Linked DNA regions of Capsicum annuum: region 1 is linked to region 2. Evidence: chromatin contacts called from public Hi-C data. All regions are on one chromosome and are shown on one strand. Each heading gives the region's core, a stretch centred on a gene start, on an enhancer-like site or on the middle of the called end of the contact. The rest is flanking DNA. Distances are from core to core; before and after follow the strand shown. Region 1 has its middle 8.0 kb from the start of LOC107861959. Region 2 holds the start of LOC107865848 (protein LURP-one-related 12).

Evidence for each region. A called contact is a pair of places that touch in the nucleus more often than the background predicts.
Region 1: a Hi-C map of bud shows a contact between it and region 2, with 2.1 times the contacts expected there. The contact joins the enhancer-like site here to the promoter of LOC107865848 in region 2. A contact is called at or near these places in 3 of 5 Hi-C or Micro-C datasets (bud, leaf and placenta).

What each region holds. Positions count from the first base shown.
Region 1 is chr3:257,973,803-257,977,034 of UCD10Xv1.1, reverse strand. No RefSeq gene overlaps it. Among protein-coding and RNA genes, the nearest start is that of LOC107861959, 8.0 kb to the left of the region's middle. Within about 2 kb of position 1,579, at least 4 of the 5 cell types and tissues checked have an H3K27ac peak or open chromatin away from gene starts, as enhancers often do. A contact at or near this core is called in bud and leaf, where this site is marked.
Region 2 is chr3:257,937,108-257,940,298 of UCD10Xv1.1, reverse strand. LOC107865848 (protein LURP-one-related 12) reads left to right here and starts at 1,312. Exons shown (of 2, transcript XM_016712042.2): 1 at 1,312-1,741; 2 at 1,836-2,356. The coding sequence starts at 1,517. The coding sequence ends at 2,243.

The sequences.
Region 1 (3,232 bases), core at 330-2,829, 36 kb before region 2:
CAGAAGAGGAGGAGTAAGGAAAGAGGTGCTCATGGAAAATGACATCCCTGGAGAAGAAGATAGAGTAAGTGGTAAGATTGAGCAGTTTGTACCCTTTCTTCCCACAAGGGTACCCAATAAAAACACAAGCTAAAGATCTGGGTTGAAATTTATCTTTCCCAATAGTAGAGGAATGAGCATAACACAAACAACCAAATAATTTGAGATAATCATAAGAGGGAGGAGATTCATGAAGCTTTTCATAAGGTGAAAGGTTGTTTAAGACTGAGGAAGGTAATCTATTAATGAGGTAGGTAGCAGTCAAAACACAATCACCCCAGTATTTGATAGGGAAATGGGATTGAAAAAGTAAAGCTCTGGATATTTCAAGTGTTTGTGTTTCCTTTCCACTGTAGACACATAATTTTTTATTCTCCCTAAATTTTAATTTGTCTATCGATATTAAATATTTATATTTATATTTAATCATATATTTTGATCTTTATTTTTATTTTTATTTTATTCTATTTTTAAAAATAATATAACAATTAAATATATATTTTCTTTTATAAATTTTAATAAATAAATTAATAGTTTGAATATTATTTTATTATATTTTATTTATTTATTTATTTATTTATAAATTGTTATTATCTTTTAGTTAAGTATAAAATTAATTGATTATCATTTTATATTTATTATATTATTTATTTTTGATTTATTATTAATATTATCTTTTATTAAAATAAATAAAATAAAACAAATTATTTTTAAATTTTAAATATCCCCTTTCCCTTATCTGACAATTGATTATTCCCCCAAATGATAACTGTTCCCCAAATCTCAGTATAAAAGGACGCTCACCCCCTAGAGGAGATTGAGGAGATTCTATGTACTTTGACATTGGACATTCACTCAGACAAAGAAAAACACTAATTGAGAAACAAAAGAGAGAAAAGAAAGATTCGAAGTCAGAATTTTGTTTGAAGATTTCGGTAATAACTTCGTATTTCTGTTTAAATTAATACAAGTTTCACTTTGATCCTATATTATTTATTGTATGAATTTATTAGAAATAAAAATATAAATAAAATTATTTAAATAATTTCATGTGTTCTTCAATGTGTTTATTATATAAATTTGTTCGTTAATATGTATTATACATTAAATCATTGAATGTTTATATGAATATTAAAGTCCTATATGTTAAAAAAAATAATAAAAATGGACACTGTTATAATTCTGTTACATGCACTCATATTCCTCCATCAATTTACATGTACACAAATTTACATTCATGTATAGAGTAGACAACATGTACGGATGTACCAAGAAATAGCGAAAACAGTAAAAAAAATTAGAAAGAATTCGAGAGAGGAAAATAAGAGTAAAATCGTTAAAAAAAAGTGAAAATTTCTAAATTTTCCGGCGAGAAACTCACCGGAATCTCGCCGTAAAACACTCAATCAGATCTGCCATCCCTTCTCCTCCTTTTCCCGCCTTTGACGCACCATGAGAGGGCCATATTTGGCCAGACCCGTCGCCGGCGAGGCTTCAATGCCGCCTTCCCCTTCCCCTTTCCCAGATCTACCGCCCTCTCTCGTCGCCGTCAACCACCAAATCGGCGCCGCCCCCTTCCCTTTTTCCTTCCTGCGATACTACCTCCCTTTCCCGTCATTAGCGCCTTCTCTGGCCAATCCCTTCACGGATACGACAACATCAACTCCGGACCTGGCCGGAATCGCCATAGCGACGACCAACTATCCATGGCTGTAATGGCTCCACGCCATCGATCCCTCTGTATTTGATCTCATCGAAAACGATGATAAATTGCCAAAATCGTCATTATACGTTGGTATTGTTATTATTGAAAGAAAATGGGTTAGTTGTATTATGCGTTTATGTTTACAGATATATGTAGTTTATTTTACAAATTAGTGGACAAGATTAGTATAACATAAATCACTTTGTTTTATTTTATATTTTTACTGTTATATTATTTTATTACTTTTATATTAGTAAGGTTTTATTATTTCTATTATTTAAACTAATTAATTATTTTAAATGAAATATTATTTTAGTTCACTTTTAAGATTAAGTAGCATTTTGAAAAAAGATAAATTGCAATGATTTTTTACAAATAAGATAAATCAATATTTTAGCGTTAGCTAAATTTTTGGCATGTTTAAAATATTCGTCTCAATCAAGAATGCGGCGTATGTATCTGTCTGAGATATTTTAAAATTCAAGGATGCAATAATGTACCTTGATGAATATTTTTCCAAATATATATATATATATATATATTCTTTAATTAATCAATTTTTATCGATTTATTTAATACAAGAGTTTTAAAATAAATTTAGTATAATAAAAATGAGCAAGTTTTAGGCCTTAACATAACTTATCAAAATAATTAAAGCTAAGTATAAGTTGATAAAAGCGACCATGTTTCAACCACGGGACTCGAGGGGTGCCTCACACCTTCCCCTCGGTCAACAGAATTCCTTACCTGGTCTTCTATTTCGCAGACCAACAAAGAGTCATTTTCTTTTGATTAGGGATTCAATAAGGTGACTTGAAACACCATAACTCAATTCCAAGTGACGACTCTGAAAATGATAAAAAACTAATCTCTATTCGATACCGTCACTTTAATTGAAAAAACCCTTCGACTCGAAACCTCGAACGAAAAAAGAGTGTGACATCCACAACACCATTTTACTGTAGTATGTGAGGAATGGTTGACTGATGAAGAATTACATTTCATGCAAAGAAAGAAGTAGCTCCTGCACTACTACCTAATTCATAGGCATTGTCAGACCTAAAAGACTGAATAGATGTATGAAAATGCACTTTTACCATGGAAACAAAGGTTTTAAGTATAGATAATGCATTGCTTTTACAAGAGAGGGGATGTGTCCAAGTAACTCCTGGGAAAACATCAATTAGCGTAAGGAAATATCTAAAACCATTGTAAGTTCTAGTGTGGTAAGGACCCTATATGTCTATATGCACTAGTTGAAAAAGGAACTGTGGTATGAATATCACTGTGGGGAAAAGAAAGTCTGTGTTGTCTTACTTTAGGGCAAATATCTCATAAAAAAATTTGTTGAGAAGGTAGCTTAGAATGCAAGAAGGGAAGAAATCTCATTCTGTGATAAGGCATATGACCCAACCTTTGGTGCCAAAAAAGATCCATTTTATTATTATTGCAAGTGAAATTACAAGACATAACAAAATTGCTATCATT
Region 2 (3,191 bases), core at 63-2,562:
ATCGATTAAGACTCTTTTCTCCAAATTTATAACCATATATCATAAAATTTAATGCAAAATCTATGTATATTATTCTTGGCTTTTCAAGTGGGAACTTTCACTACTATGACTACTTATAAATTGTATAGAACTTTAAATCTCTAATATATAAAATAAAAAATAAATTAATAAAATGTTATAAAATCAAATCTCCGGTTTTTCACTTAGTATTATTCTCCGCAATGGTACGGGCGACATGAAGTTGGTAAGGAAAAAGGTAACCCAGACCCAAACAATTGTATTTTCTTCGTCTTTTCGGGTCGTTTGGTTGGAAATTGTTATTCCGGAATAACTAATATCGGAATTAATTATCCTGAGATTATCCGGGATAACTTATCCCACTATGTATATGAGATAAGTTATTCTATCACTAAGGAGAAAATGGTGGGATAAGTTATCTCGGGTTGGATTAATCCCTCCAACCAAACAAGGGATTAAATGATCTTTTATTTTATCCCGAGATAACTTATCCCTTGAATTTTTTATACCTCAAACCAAAGGACCCCCAGAGTATATGTGATCATACTCAATGGGAACTCCTTTAATATTAGAAAAAATATTGAACTAGTAATAGTTTTTAGATGGGACCTCTAAAGATCGAGGATCATCGTAAATATCTTTTGATTATATAGAGATTTAATATAATACGATTGGCTGTTGGTGATCTCCAAAATATTTGGTTCCCACTTACGTGCTAATAAATATTAAGATAAATTTGCTATTTTAATGCAACTTGCATACTTAGCAAACTTTAATTGAGTAAATTAAAATATTGATACACATGTACTAAAAGCTGAAGCCTGGAATTTAGTGGCTTCATTGTTAAATTACTCTAATTGCTCTATGCGTGATTTTAATTAGACATTTCCAATCGCCCTTCAAATTACCCTCTAAACTCTTTATTTGAAGGGTGACAACCTCCAACCACCTTTTATTTCACTCTCAAAACTTCATATTTGGAGTTTTGAATAAAGTTTCTCCAAATTTAGAGATGCATTATTAATTAAACATATTATTTTTTATTATATTATTGTTATTATTTATATTATATATATCATATTTAATTTAACATATTATAAATTATATAAAATTATTAATTAAGTTTTTATATTCGTAATTATTTTTTAAATGTAACATCTTTATTATATTAATATTCTTTTTATTTTTAAATGAATAATTTTTAGCTAGAAATAAGAAAATAAAAAACAAAAATATTTATTTTGAACTTCGGAATGCATAAATAGAGTAATTAATACTCTAAACCCTTACAATAATTTAATACTCCTGTATATATCATAAATAGATCCACTTTACTAATAAATGCACACCACATGTGTCTAGCAATCTTCCACCTCTTCTTGGACCTTCCTTTTGGCCTTTTCACCTCATAAATAAATATCTCATTTCATTTCAGTATTTTGATTGCTAGGAAAAACAAGAAAACAAAGTTTTTCTTTTTTTCAAAGTGAGAAGAAAAATGAAGAGCAAAGTAGTTGTTGAAGATGCATTTGTTTACAGTGAAGAGAAGAATCTTACTGTTCGTAAAACTTCGCTGTTCTTCACTGGAGATGGATTCACTGCCTACGACTGCAAAGGCAACCTTGTTTTTCGAGTTGACACTTACGGTCCCGATTCTCGTGACTTAGGTGAACTCGTTCTGATGGATGCTACTGGCCGATGCCTTCTCACTGTTCGCCGTAAGGTACTGTTTTTCTTCTTCACTCAATTTGCCAAAAAAAGTGTGAGGTGCAATAGTCGTAATGATTCGAAACTTTTTGATGAAAATATTCGAACAGAGGCCGAGTTTGCATAACAGGTGGGAAGGCTATTTAGGTGAAAGAGAAGAAGGAAAAAAGCCGATATTCAGCGTACGTAGATCGTCGATAATTGGTAGATCTAATGTGACGGTGGAAGTATACAGTAATCCAATTGAGGAGTATCAGATTGAAGGATCATTTGCTCAGAGAAATTGCACGTTTTTCAATGCTGATAAGATATCGGTGGCTGAAATTCGAAGGAAAGTGGATGCTTGTGCCAATGTGGTGCTTGGAAAGGACGTTTTTTCGCTGTCTATAAAGCCTGGATTTGACAGTGCGTTCGCCATGGGATTAGTACTTGTGCTTGATCAAATCCAAGTTGATGAGTTGCCTGGTAATCGGGTCGATGCCGATCCTATCCCTGATGATCCTAGTCTTTCTTCTTAATTATCACTGTTTTTTAATTTACTTTCTTTCTTCCTTCCTTCCTTCTCTTTTATGTAAAATAAGAAATTCTACTAACTGATGCCAGATGTGATGAGTAATTTTTATGCTATCAATACTCGTATTCTTTTTATCCCAAATAAAATGATAAATATATATTTTTGATAACGTCAACCAACAACGTAAATACTGCGCAGTTATAATGCTTTTCTTGTGGAACATCTTATATCAAAATTAATTATCCATAGATCACAACTAAGGGCCTTGTTATTTAAAATTAGGATATTCATTTCTAAACTGAAAACATGGTTATAGCATAAATAAGTCCTAAATTGTGATAATAAAAACAATACGGATCTTAGCTAATATTTCCAATCACGCATGGATATAAATCGGGACAAACCCATCCTAATCTCGTGAAGCAAACTGCCCTCCCCATTGTATATTGTATGGTTCAAAAATTGGCAAAAAAAAGAAACAAATGAATACTTTTAGAACCCCCCATCAAATCCAAAGAAACGTTAATCTCAGTTGATGCTTTTATTTCTTTCTTTCCTTATCATGGTGGACCGTTAAATGAGACTGCTACAACCATAAATACCATCAAGTTTCTGCTTAATTATCTTCTATCCCTGTTTTTTAGATAAATTTTTCCCTCTCTCAGATTTTAATTATTCCTATACACAACTAAACGTCAATATACATGTATATCTTATGTATCATGACTAACTTCCTTAACAATGATTAAAAATTAATCAAATCCAATAATTATCCAAAACAATATTTAAGGAAATAAATTAAGTCCAATAATTATTCAATATTATACCTTATTAATGTGTGATTAATAACTCCTTAATTATGTAAAAAAAATTTTAAAAAATATACTCCTAAAAAAAAATTTACCACATAAATCACCTAAAAAATTTAGAACCAAAGAAAAAAGACCCTTAT